Linked DNA regions of Pan troglodytes: region 1 is linked to region 2. A link is a contact called in public HiChIP or PLAC-seq data. All regions are on one chromosome and are shown on one strand. The core of a region is the stretch at or near the end of the contact, and the rest is flanking DNA. Distances in the headings are between cores, read along the strand shown. Region 1 holds the start of ZSCAN31 (zinc finger and SCAN domain containing 31). Region 2 holds the start of ZNF165 (zinc finger protein 165).

Region 1 (6,187 bases), core at 1,797-4,296, 290 kb after region 2:
TTGTGTTTGCAACCAATTTCCCAATCTTGTGCCTTCCCACTGTGATCAGTTTGGCTCAGATCCAAGTAGGGGCCAGGTAGTGAAACCTAAATGGAGTTTGTAGAATAAATGATGTAAATGTATCAGTGTTGTTTTCCTGCCATAGACTTCCTCCCTTCCCCACCGTGGACACCCTCCTCATTCCACTTGGGCTCCAGATTCACTCTGGGTTGGGCTGTGGCTCTCTCTCGCCTTCCTTGACCCTACCTTAATGCTTTTTGACTGTATTATTCAGGAAGGAAAGAAGTTAGGACATTGTTTAATTTTCTAAAATTTTGGAGAGAAATTTAAACACATTTAATTGTAGAGAGAATGTTACAATGAACACCAATATAACCATGACTCAGCTTCAGCCATCATCTTTTGGTCATTTTCTTTCATTCTTCTTTTCCCTCCTTTCCACTCTCTTTCCTTCCCTTCTCCTCCTCCTTCCCTTTTGTCTCCCTCCTTCCCTTTTACTTCCTCCCTCTTTCCCTCTCTCCTTTCTTTCCCTCTCCCTCCTTTCTTTGTCTTCCTTTCCTTCCCTCCCTCTCCCCCTCTTTCTTTATCTCTTTTTTCCTCATTTCGTCCCTCTCTTCTCTTTCATTTTATAGCAAATTGCAGATGGAAACATTTTAGTTCACTCACAAGTACAAGTACTTCAGTGTCAATTTCTTATATACAGGGACTTTTAATATAATCATAGTATCATGATCACATGCAAAAAAATTGACAATAATTCCTTGATATCATTATCTTGATTTTCAAATAATTGTCTCAAATATTTCTAGAGTTTTTTTTTTTACAGTCTTTTTACAGTTGTTGTTTTCAGTGGGGTCCGAATATGGTTCACCATTTGCATTTATTTGATAAGTCTGTTCAGTCTTCTAATCTATGACAGTTCCCATTCCCTCCCACTCCTTTTGGTTAAAATGCCATTTATTTGTTGAGGAACTTGAACCTTCTGTTTTATAAAATGCCTCACATTCTGGATTTGGTCGATTGCTTCTTTTTAGTATCTTTAACTTATTAGATCTCAAACTCAGCTGCACATCAGAATGACCTAGAAAGTTTTAAAAGTTATTGATGTATTAAAAGTCCCACCCCCAGAGAGTGATTTAATTGATTTTTTTTTTCATTGCAATCTCCATCTCCCAGGCTCAAGTGATTCTCATGCCACAGCCTCCCAAGTAGCTGGGATTACAGGTGTGTACCACCACGCCCAGCTAATTTTTGTATTTTCAGTAGAGACAGGGTTTCGTCATATGGGCCAGGCTGTTCTTGAACTCCTGACCCCAGGAAATCTGCCTCGGCCTCCCAAAGTGCTGGGATTACAGGTGTGAGCCACTGCACCCAGACTGATTGATCTTGATTGTACCCAAGGCATTAGGATGTTTTAAAAGCTCCCCAGTGATTCTAATATGTAACAAAGTTTGAAAGCCTTTAATGTAATTTGCTCCTATATTTCACCTGTACACTGGTATTTGGATCTAAAGACTAGATTAGATTTAGGCTCACTTATTTTGGTATTATTAGCTCATGTAGCAGTACCCCAGATCTCTTGTGGCAGCTTATTAGGAGGAAGTATTTTCTGGTACTTTTCATTTGTGACAATCAATGGCTTCTCTCAGTTTCCTAATTTCCTTCTATTCCCTACCATCCTTTGAACTGTAGAGAGTTGGACTGAGGAATAGAGGTTCAGGAAGATACGGACTTGGAATTGTTTTTCCCTTTGTAACCTCTACCAGCCTTACATTTCTTTTCTTTTCTTTTCTTTTTTTTTTTTTTTTTTTTTGAGGCAGAGTCTTGCTCTGTTGCCAGGCTGGAGTGCAGGTGCAGTGGTGCGATCTTGGCTCATTGCAACCTCCGCCTTCCGGGTTCAAGCGATTCTCCTGCCTCAGCCTCCCAAGTAGCTGAGACTATAGGCGCATGCCATCACGCCCAGCTAATTTTTGTATTTTTAGTAGAGACGGGGTTTCACCATGTTGGCCAGGATGGTCTCGATCTCTTGACCTCATGATGTGCCCACCTCAGCCTCCCAAAGTGTTGGGATTACAGGCGTGAGCCACTGCGCCCAGCCCAGCCTTACATTTTCTAGCCTCTCCATTCCACTGAGTAAAGAGGGACTTACTGACATCCGAGTCCAGTCAAATAATTTTGCAGTCACTCACTTCTAGTTTAAAATCTAGTCCCAGCTGGTTCACAGGAATCTCAGGTTTCCCTTCCCTCTTAGATCAGGCCCAGGTCTCATGGCTTCTGGGATAGGCTGTCTTTCAGAATATCTTACTTTTCCCTCCTAAAATACAGAAATCATCCATTACAAAGTGATGACTCTGACGAAACCTGATGGCTGGTGCTGTTGTTTCTAGATAATACCATACTGAGGAAGGAGTAGATTAGGAAGCAAGAAAATCACTTTGATTTGGGGCATATTGAATTGGATTTGTTTGCAAGATTTCCATATAGGACTGTCTGGAAGGCAGCTCAGGATAGGGATCAGGAGTCTACAGCCTAGAAATAGAAGTTAAAACCTTGCGAGTGATTAAAGATAGTTCTGGGGAAGACTGTGGATAGAGAAAAGAAAAGGTCAAGAACAGAACCACCAGGCCTACTCTTATTTAAAAAAAGAAAGACCAGTGAATTATACTATTAGCCAACATGTATATGGTACTTACCACTGTCATGCCAAGTGTCAGGTTCCAGTCCATACTGAGGTCCGAGGGGAGTTGTTGGATGGGTGGCAGGTAGTTGAAAGAACACTCGGGGCTGTAGGCAGGTAAAATATGATTTTATTCAGCAGCAGCTGCTGCAGCTCTCACACTGTCTGCCTCTGTCTCGGCTGCCTCCTCCGACCGCAGCCCTTCTCAGCAAACGGCTCTGTGGCTCCTGCTGCTCCCACACTTACAGCTGTACTCCTTGGCACACTTGTTAATTCCTGGCTCACCTCTGTCTGTCTGCAAGATGGCCAGTTCTCTCTTACAGGATCAGCAGTTTTTCTCTCTCTCTCTGGGCACAAGTCCTATGTACAGCGTCAGCAGGGCAGTTATACCATTTACAGACAATAGTGGCTGTAAGCCAAGTATGAGCTTACACAAACAGGTTATATAACAAGTGGAGTGGTGCGCCTGCGTTCCAAACTCGCTGAGTCACGCTGGCCTGCATATCTGCCTCGGCCTATTCTTGACCAAAGCACATCCATTTACCTTACACTCCACCCCCTTGGCCGAGGGAGACATAGGTTTTTGGGTACACAGGCCCAATATATAGGTTTGGCACACAGGCCTGACATATAAACTTTGGGCACCCAGGGCTGATACACACAGGCTTGACACATAAGTCTGACATATAGGCTCTGGGCACACAGGCCCAATGTATACATAGAGGCTTGACACATAAGCCTGGCACATAAGCTCTGGGCACTTGGGCCACAGTAATACAGGGAGCAATAATTTCAGGTTATAGTGAGCAATCACTACATGGTGATGTTACCCCAGTGTTGCTTTATATATTAATCCAGGGTTTTTGCTTCCCTACCTTTAGGGTGTTGGGGCGGGCAACAACAGGTTACTGTTTGTCCCCATACCTGGTTGGAGGAAGTCATCCTTTCTCCCATAGATCTGGCCACATGGCCTGGCCCTACATGGGTCAGTGACTAGCCACTTCTATAACTTCTAGGTAGTTAGCCACAAGGTTAAGCCTTGATAAACTGCCCAGCTATCAGTGCAGATTACCATAGGTGTCACCTTCTTGGTGATCACCATTTACATTGCCCTGAGTTCAGTTTATTAGCTACTTTGTCCATACCTGGTATCAAACCATAGGGTGTTGGTACTAGGCTGGGCTGCAACAGCAGTCCAGGTAGCAGTAGCACCCTGGCTAGACCTATCTGTGTACCATGCCCCATTGGGAATGCGGGAATGCCCTTCCTTAAAAGGTGAAGGCTCAGGATCTAGGGGTGCCTCAGGTCCCATAACCTTCTCTTGCATTAGGACTGTAGGTCCTAAGACTTCCTGTAATTGTGCTTCTAAGGGACTTGAGTTAGCATACTTTGCTGTTCCAAGTAGGCTTAAGCACCCCACTTTACAAAAGTGGATGTCTGTGCCATCCCAGTGTGTGGGTTGTTACCCATGAGCATACCCACCCTGCTATTGGGTAAGTCATGCGCGCGACGACTGTAGCCCATCCTGCCAGGCTGTCGCGAGTCTAAAGGGCAGCATATGCAGTTAGTAACTGCTTCTCTGTCGAGGAATACTGGAGCTCAGCTCCCTTCCAAAGTTGGGACCAAAAGTCTACTGGCATTCTAAAGAGCTCTGTGTGATGCCATAAGCCCCAGTCAAAACTATCTGGTCACATGCACATCAAGTTTAAATGGGTGCCCCTGATCAGCTACCCATAGGGCTTGTGCCTGCTGAATAGCCTGTTTGGCTGCCAGGAAGGTGGTTTCAGCCGCATCATCCCAATTCCAGGCAAGAGGCTGCGTTGCTGCTTCTAAATCTGCAAGAGAATCAGAGGTTAATATAACATCATTAATAAGATCATGACATATGTTGGGGCTATGCATATATCCCTGCAGCAACACTGTGAAAGTCCATTGTCACCCTCCCATGAAGACAAAGTGTTCCTGGCTCTCTGGAGCAATGTCGATTAAGAGAAATGCATTGGCCAAGTCCACCACACAGTGGCACCATCCCAGTTCTGTTGTCAAGTGGCCTATCAAATCCATGATAGACGGCACAGCTGCCAAGCCGTGCAAAACATCCACCCACAGCCTGTCCTCAGGCATGGGAGAGACATCCACAGTGCATAAGCAGGGAGCTAAGCGGCCGATGCCGAGGTCCAAAGATACAGGTTTCACTTTCACTGACCAGCTTTCATAACCGTCAATAAATGCAGCTCTGCCCGGAAACTTATTCAGGGTTAGGGACCAGTGGCTTGCCGATTCCATATATTGCCTTTGGTTGTCCGGTGTCCCCCCAAGCCCGGCACCTTGGTCAGTTCCCAATCAAACAGGAAAGACTTTACATTTCTGCCTGACTGCAGCAGGTAATCTTTGATCTGGAACGCTCCGGCGGGACCTAGTTGCCCAGCAATGTCCTTTTCCCGAATGACTTGCACTAAGTCTATATACAACTGCCATCTACTGACAGTTTCTGGTATTTCACCGGCATCAGACCACACTGTAATTAAAGAAGCCAGCTTTTCCATCTCAGAGGCGGAGCAGGAAATGGATCAGCTCCTTTGTCCCGGAGAGACAGAATTCAGGCAGGGAGTCTCCCCCAAATGCTGCTGGCACTGCTTGCCTAACTCCCACAACTCAGTGGGGGGTACAAGCACTATAAGAAGTGTGCTTCACTATGGTAGGGGGTCTCTAGGCCCACCCTTGGGGCCCAGTGGCTGTTCATGCTCTATTTTCTTGCATACCACTGGGTGAGCCTGTAACGGAGGTTATTCCTCCTCCCTGCACTGCGTCCAGCAGGGACTGGGCATGCCCTTCCAGCAGCACAGTCACAAATGCCCATCTGACTCTGTTGGCAAAGGCACACTCCTTCTCGGTCCTGTGCATTTCCAGGTGCTTCAGCACCTTCTCCACACTCGTGGAGGGTCTGTCCACTGCCGCCCATGTTTCCACCAGAGCCCATCCTTGCAGCACGGCTGCCACTGGGTGCCACAGCTCATGCTGTGGCTGCATAGCCGCTCCGGGAGCCTGGGGGCTGAAGACCCACTCACCTCATCTTGCTCACTATGCCAAATGTCAGGTTAGAGCCCCAGCTGAGGTCCAAGGGGAGTGGGTGGATGGGGGGCAGGGAGCTGGAAGAACACTCGAGAGACAGCAGGTAGATGGGACATGGCTTTACTCAGCAGCTCTTTCACAGTGTCAGTGCCACATTTATACACCTCACAAACAGTAGTATCTTAGAGCCAGGTGATGAGCCTCCCCAGATTATGGCTACATAACTGTGATTATATAATGCACGGAATTGTGTGCGTGCGCTCCAATCCTGCTGAGTCGTGCAGGATGTTTACCTCGGCCTATGCCTGCTTCGCTGCAGCACAGCCATGTTCCTTACAACCACACACCAGGCACTGTTCTAAGAGCTTTATACACTCACTTACTTAATGCTTACAATGGCCCTATCTGCTATCACTATCCCTATTACAGATAAGGAGA
Region 2 (6,647 bases), core at 448-2,947:
TAGCTGGGAGTACAAGTGCATTCCACAACCCCCGACTAATTTTTTTTTTTTAATTTTTGTAGAGACGAGGTCCCAACTATGTTGCCCAGGCTGGTCTCGAACTCCTGAGTTCAATTAATCCTCCTGCCTTTGCCTCCCAAAGCGGGGAATTAGAAAAGTGAGCCAACATGCCCGGCCCACTAGTGTTAAAAAATAAAAACAAAAGCAATAATCTGACAGATAGAGCCAGGGAGGGCTATGAAGAGACACTTCTCAGGCTTGTATGCCTCATAAGAAAACTATCACATATGACTGCAAAACCCATCTTACACCAAAAATACCTCTGCAAGGACATCCGCCCAGCAACTGTTTGTCTAACCTCAGACTGGTGTCATCCTCGTTACCGATCTTTGTAGTCAAGAATAATGATTTCAAAACAATTAAATAATCCTCCCCATTCTTCCTTTAAAAACCTTTGTCTTCCTTTACCTCCCTGAATAGAAACATAGTTTACTCTGGCACGTCTATTCTTATTGCAATTTCCTATTCCCGAATAAACTTTTTTTTTTTTTTGAGATGGATCCTTGCTCTGTCGCCCAGGCTGGAGTGCAGTGGCGTGATCTCAGCTCACTGCAACCTTCACCTCCTGGGTTCAAGCGATTCTTCTGTCTCAGCCTCCCAAGTAGCTGGGACTACAGGCGCCCACCACCACACCCAGCTAATTTTTATATTTTTAGTACAGACGGGGTTTCACCATGTTGGCCAGGCTGGCCTTGAACTCCTTGTTAAATACAGTGAGTTCTAAATTTCTCTTCAAAGAATCAGTATGTCAGTATGTTCAATTCTTTGTTCTCCATTTTAAACTTTAACTTCCTCGTTTTCCTCGTCTCCTTGCCTCTAGTTTCAGTAAACAACCTTTTCCACCAGTTCTAATCAGTAGTTCACATCTGTTCCCCTGGTGACCTGCTCCGTCCTGAGTCACCCCTGGTCACCTGCTCTGACCTGAGTCACCTTTAGTCACCTGTTCCGTAACCGTCCTTCCCACTGAAACTGCTCACCCTACCACTCCGGCTCATACCCCTGCTCTCTTTAAAATAGCCAATCGGAATTAACTTAGACTGTGCGGTCCAACCCTAGCCAGTAGGGGAATGACACAGCACTAGGGACTACCTGCGTCAGGGATAAGAACCCCTTCCCCTCCCTTGTTCAGGTGTGCTCTCGCCATTGCTCCATCCGTGAGACGCACCCTTCTATAGAAGTAAATTGCTTTGCTGAGAAAATGTGTGCTCGAGTGTGTATCTTTTTTTTCTTCTTCTTTTTCTGAGACTGAGTCTCTGTCACCCAAGCTGGAGTGCAGTGGCGCGGTCTCGGCTCACTGCAAGCTCCGCCTCCCGGGTTCAAGCGATTCTCCTGCCTCAGCCTCCCGAGCACCTGGAACTACAGGCGCGTGCCACCACGCCCGGCAATTTTTTTTTTTTTTTTTTTTTTTTTTTTTTTTGTATTTTTAGTAGACACAGGGTGTCACCGCGTAAACCAGGATAGTCTCGATCTCCTGACCTCGTGATCCGCCCGTCTCGGCCTCCCAAAGTGCTGGGACTGCAGGCGTGAGCCACCGCGCCCGGCCAACGTCATTTTCTTTTCAGGAGTCCCTTCTGTTATTTAGCAAGACACACTACTACAATGGAGAAAAAAGATGCCCCCTCCTTCAAGCCCTGAGATCTTCAGGACTTTGGCGAAAAGTCTGCGCCCGAAGAGACCCAGGAAGGATTCTTGGAATCGTAGTCCAAAGGCATCCCGCTTTCTGCGCAGACTCACAAGTCCCTGTGGACGGAATTCTTGAAGTGTAGCGCCGCTCAGTCCTTCCACCGGAAGTGTCCGATCGGAATCAGCCCTGTCCGAGAGGTGAGTCCGGGTTTGGGGATCCAGATGTCCAGCCCCGTGTCCCCCTCCAAACATCCAGTCCCTCTCATATTGCCTTTGAAATTAGCAGCCTCTGGGTGACCAGACCTTGGCCCTCAGAGGAATCCCGGAGAAAGGTAGAACCAGCTTCGGCGTTGGGAAGGCAGGCGCGCTTACGCATTTAGTGAGGGTTTGGCGGTCGCCATAGTTACCGCCGCCGCTCGTGACGTCATAGTGGAGCGCTGAGGGCGTGGTGGCGTGGGGTGGGGGCTGTCCTGCTGATCCTGAATTTGGGGTCACTGGTAAGAGGAGTTGCCCATTCCAGCCAGGTGGAACGGGGAGGGGTGCCACATGTCTCAAATCTGCCATTGTCTGCGAAAAGAAACTGCTGCGAGGACCATCCCCAATCCCCTGCTTCCCTTGGGAAGAGTAACCGCCGTTTTGTAGGACACTTGGGGACAACCCCGCTTGTCCTGAAATTTATTGACACGGTAAATAGTATTTCCTGTGTGCCGAAGATGCAGTGAAACCAACACTGACCCCCTGCCCTTGAGAAACACAAGGTACTATGGGAGCCTTTACCAGCATGCCCCTTGAAGTCTCTGTTCTGCTTTGTGGTCTCTACCGGATTTCCCCTGACTGTCTCCCTCTCCACCAGCAAAACTCTCACCCGTCTTCCCCTCCCGCAACATGCCCACCAAGACATGTTCATCCATCAGGAACCCTGCTCTTTAACCTCCAACTTTCTCATCATAATTAATTACTCGTTCCTCTCTGTTCTCCTAGCGTTTGTTCACACATCTGCTTACCCATTTTTGTAAGTCCTCCTAACACAATATTATAAGGCACTAGATGCTCAATCAATATTTATTAGTTTAAAGCTACCAACTTTAGGGGGACTCGGTTTTAAATAGATGAGAAGTGATAAAACACCTGGAGATAGTACTGTCAGCTGAGATAACATGTCATAGAACCAGCTGCTCAGCATAATTGAAATTTCATTCGGATTATATGGGTCTACTTTACACCCATCTTACTATGGTAAATGAGATCATGCTCATTAAGCATTAGGACACTACTTGGTTAGCACATCTAGGAAACATAACCAGAAATATCAAAGAAATGGCCCAGTAAAATATAAGGGATTGAGACTCTCTGGTTAATATACCATGGAACTAACCCCCCTTTTTTTTCTTTATCATTGATAAATTTTGTTCTTACTTATACTCACTCAAATTGTTTGTTTTCCAAGGTTCAGTCTGAACCTTGTGATATTTATTTCATACTCTTGGAGAATTAATACTGATACATATCTTCAACTACCCTTTTCATGAATCTTGTCTGCCGAGACAAGCTCGGTCATGGAGACCCTAACCCAGTGGCGCTAGAGGAATTAAAGACACACACAGAAATATAGAGTGTGGAGTGGGAAATGAGGGGTCTCACAGCCTTCAGAGCTGAGAGCCTTGAACAGAGATTTACCCACTTATTTATTGACAGCAAGCCAGTGATAAGATTTACTGAAAGTATTCCTTACGGGAAATAAAGGGATGGGCCGAAATAAAGGGATGGGCTCTGGCTAGTTATCTGCAGCATGAACATGTCCTTAAGGCACAGATCGCTCATGCTATTGTTTTCTGCCCTGGGTGGGCCAGGTGTTCCTTGCCCTCATTCCGGTAAACTGACAACCTTCCAGCGTGGGCGTCAAGGCCATCATGAGCATGTCACAGTGCTGCAGAGATTTTGTTTATGGCCAGTTTTGGGGCCAGTTTATGGCCAGATTTGGGGGCCTGTTCCCAACACTTGTCAAAATCTGTCTTCCCATTCCAAATTCTTTTCCATTATTGAAATATCATTGGTTCTGTTGGAAATATTTTTCCAAGTAGATGTCTTATTATCATCTTAAATACAGATCACCCAAAACAGAAGTCATCTGAAACTTTCCTAATTTTTCCTTTCAATCATAAATATGAAGCCTTAAGAACAATTAATAATGCATGATCGTTAACCTCATGGAACAGCAATCAGTTGATGAAAAAACAGCCAAACAACTAAAAATAATACAAGGACTTATATATTCATATATGTATGTGTTAGGAATTGTAAGAACTCAGACTAGAGTTGAGCAATTTCTTAACAGAGGCAGTAGAATTCTTAGTCACACCAGCCATCACACCCTGCAAGTTGATCTCACCATCAGTCTGCTGCTCATTCCTACTTCCTCAACTCTGTTCCTTTCCTTTCCTTTCCTTTCTGAATCTTTCTCATACTTTATTGTCCAATTTAAGCCCCATGTTAAATACAGTGAGTTCTAAATTTCTCTTCAAAGAATCAGTATGTCAGTATGTTCAGTTCTTTGTTCTCCACTTTAAAGTTTAACCTCGTCTCCTTGCCCCTAGTTTCAGTAAACAACCTTTTCCACCAGTTCCAATCAGTAGTTCACATCTATTCCCCTGGTCACCTGCTCTGTCCTGAGTCACCCCGGTCACCTGCTCTGACCTGCATCACCTTTAATCGCCTGTTCTGTAACCGTCCTTCCCACTGAAACTGCTCACCCCGCCACTCTGGTTCATACCCCTGCTTTCTTTAAAACAGCCAGTTGGAATTAGCTTAGACTGTGCAGTCCAACCCTAGCCAATAGGGGAACAACATAGCAGTAGGGACTACCTGCGTCAGAGATAAGAACCCCTTCCTCTCCCTTGATCAGGTGTGCTCTCACCATTGCTCCATCTGCGAGACACACCTTTCTATAGAAGCAAAATTGCCTTGATGAGAAAATTCATGTTCGAGTGCTATTTCTTTTGCTGCACCGAAAATTTATTTCTAATACCCACCACCTCTAGGAAATACCTTCTACCATTCACAGTCTCTTCCCACCTCAGGACCGTTAGAACATTCAGTATCTCCACCATAAACTCATTTTATACTTCAACATTCAACATTTAACAAACATGTACAACGTATATGTCATGTGAAACGTTTTCTCATTTAAATCTTTTGTATCCATGCTTTATAATTTCTTCCCAACTAGTTCTTCCCGCTGAATTTATTTCTTTCTCTCCCGCATCCTAGTCAAATCTTTTCTATTCTTCAAACTCAAAGACTTTTTGTTTAATCCATTAAGCTGTATATTAGAATACAGATTTTCCAGGCATATACTATACTGACCAAGTTACCATCTCTAGGAGCAGGCCCCTAGTCTGCATCTCCAGAGGTAGGGCCCAAGAACCTGTTTCTACCAAAGATCCCATATGATGATTAGGCAGCAAGCCCAGTGTCATATTCAGACTTTCTTGTAAACCATTGCTGTACAACTTCTAGCCCAATGCTTTGCTTGTGATAAGATTCTTAATAAAATGTGTGTTATTGCATCAGTCAGTAGTCAACTTAGTGAAATGTTTAGTAAAAGAACCTCAGGCCGGGCACGGTGGCTCACACCTGTAATCCCAGCAATTTGGGAGGCTGAGATGGGCAGTGGGCAGATCACCAGGTCAGGAGTTTGAGACCAGCTTGGCCAACATGGTGAAACCACATCTCTACTAAAAATACAAAAAATTAGCCAGGTGTGGCAGTGTGCATCTGAAATCCTAGCTACTCAGGAGGCTGAGGAAGGAGAATCACTTGAACCTGGGAGGCGGAGGTTGCAGTGAGCCGAGATCGCGCCATTGCACTCCAGCCTGGGTGATAGAGTAAGACTCCCTCTCAAAAAACAAAAAAAAGAACCTCATACTTGCATGAATACAGTGGCCTCTATCTTTTCATATTGCCACCCACCCTAGAAATGAAGAACATATTCATCTCCACAGTGTTCAGCAGGTCATTCTGCTCAGAAGAATTGACTCCTCTTCAGTGACTCCCCAGTGCCTAAAAGATAAACTCCAAATTCATGAACTTCACAGTTGATGTTTTCTACAGTAACATCTCCAAGCTTTGCCTCTATAATTTTCTTATACAAACCTACTAAACGTTTTGCTTTCCCTCTTCTGTATTCCTACTCTTACCCAATTGTTCAGACTGTTTCTCTGTTCGTAATTTCCTATTTCTTTCCCTCCCGCATCCTAGTCAAATCTTTTCTATTCTTCAGAATTTCATGTTTTCATTAAGCTTCCCTTGACCATTGCAACCATCTGTATTTTTCTCATCTCCTATTTTATGAAGCACTTCCATCATTTTTCTTTTTTATCCTTATTTTCTCTGTGACTTTTAAAATTTAATAACATGTACATTGTTAATATTTAGCATTACATTTAAGTTTATTGTTTCTAATTTATCTTATTTTTAAATTTAAAAATTAAGCTATCTTGAAGTAGAAATCATTAACAGTTGTATTCTAGAAACCAAGTATGTCAGTGCTTTTGCATATAATAAATGCCCAGTAAATTTTTGTGTAATGGAGAATGACGATTTTTATTATGTGGTCTTTCATCTTCTTAGACAGTAATAGTAATTTTTGATCCCTCAGGAGGACTCTTGAAACTAAAGAAGACCCTTTCCAAAGCAGTTCTGATAATATATTCTATCCACAGATGGCTACAGAACCAAAGAAAGCTGCAGCCCAGAACTCTCCAGAGGATGAAGGACTTCTGATAGTGAAGATAGAAGAGGAAGAATTTATCCACAGGCAGGACACTTGCTTACAGAGAAGTGAACTCCTTAAGCAGGAGCTCTGCAGGCAGCTTTTTAGGCAGTTCTGCTACCAGGATTCTCCTGGACCTCGCGAGGCACTGAGCCGGCTCCGGGAGCTCTGCTGTCAGTGGCTGAAGCCAGAG

Evidence for each region. HiChIP or PLAC-seq counts read pairs in DNA pulled down with a chosen protein or histone mark.
Region 1: an H3K4me3 HiChIP or PLAC-seq map of stem cell-derived excitatory neurons shows a contact between it and region 2, with 8 times the contacts expected there. The contact joins the promoter of ZSCAN31 here to the promoter of ZNF165 in region 2. A contact is called at or near these places in 1 of 7 Hi-C or Micro-C datasets (stem cell-derived neural progenitor cells) and 1 of 1 datasets of contacts at active chromatin or transcription factors (stem cell-derived excitatory neurons).

What each region holds. Positions count from the first base shown.
Region 1 is chr5:34,299,286-34,305,472 of NHGRI_mPanTro3-v2.0_pri, forward strand. It overlaps ZSCAN31 (zinc finger and SCAN domain containing 31), which reads right to left and starts at 3,047. Exons shown (of 4, transcript XM_016955100.4): 1 at 2,963-3,047; 2 at 2,694-2,784. The coding sequence starts at 2,726. All of the region lies in intron 1 of ZKSCAN3 (zinc finger with KRAB and SCAN domains 3), which reads left to right.
Region 2 is chr5:34,012,380-34,019,026 of NHGRI_mPanTro3-v2.0_pri, forward strand. It overlaps ZNF165 (zinc finger protein 165), which reads left to right and starts at 1,698. Exons shown (of 4, transcript XM_009450710.5): 1 at 1,698-1,881; 2 at 6,405-6,647. The coding sequence starts at 6,405. LOC129144395 (a long non-coding RNA gene) reads right to left here and starts at 1,623. Exons shown (of 2, transcript XR_008548798.2): 1 at 1,537-1,623.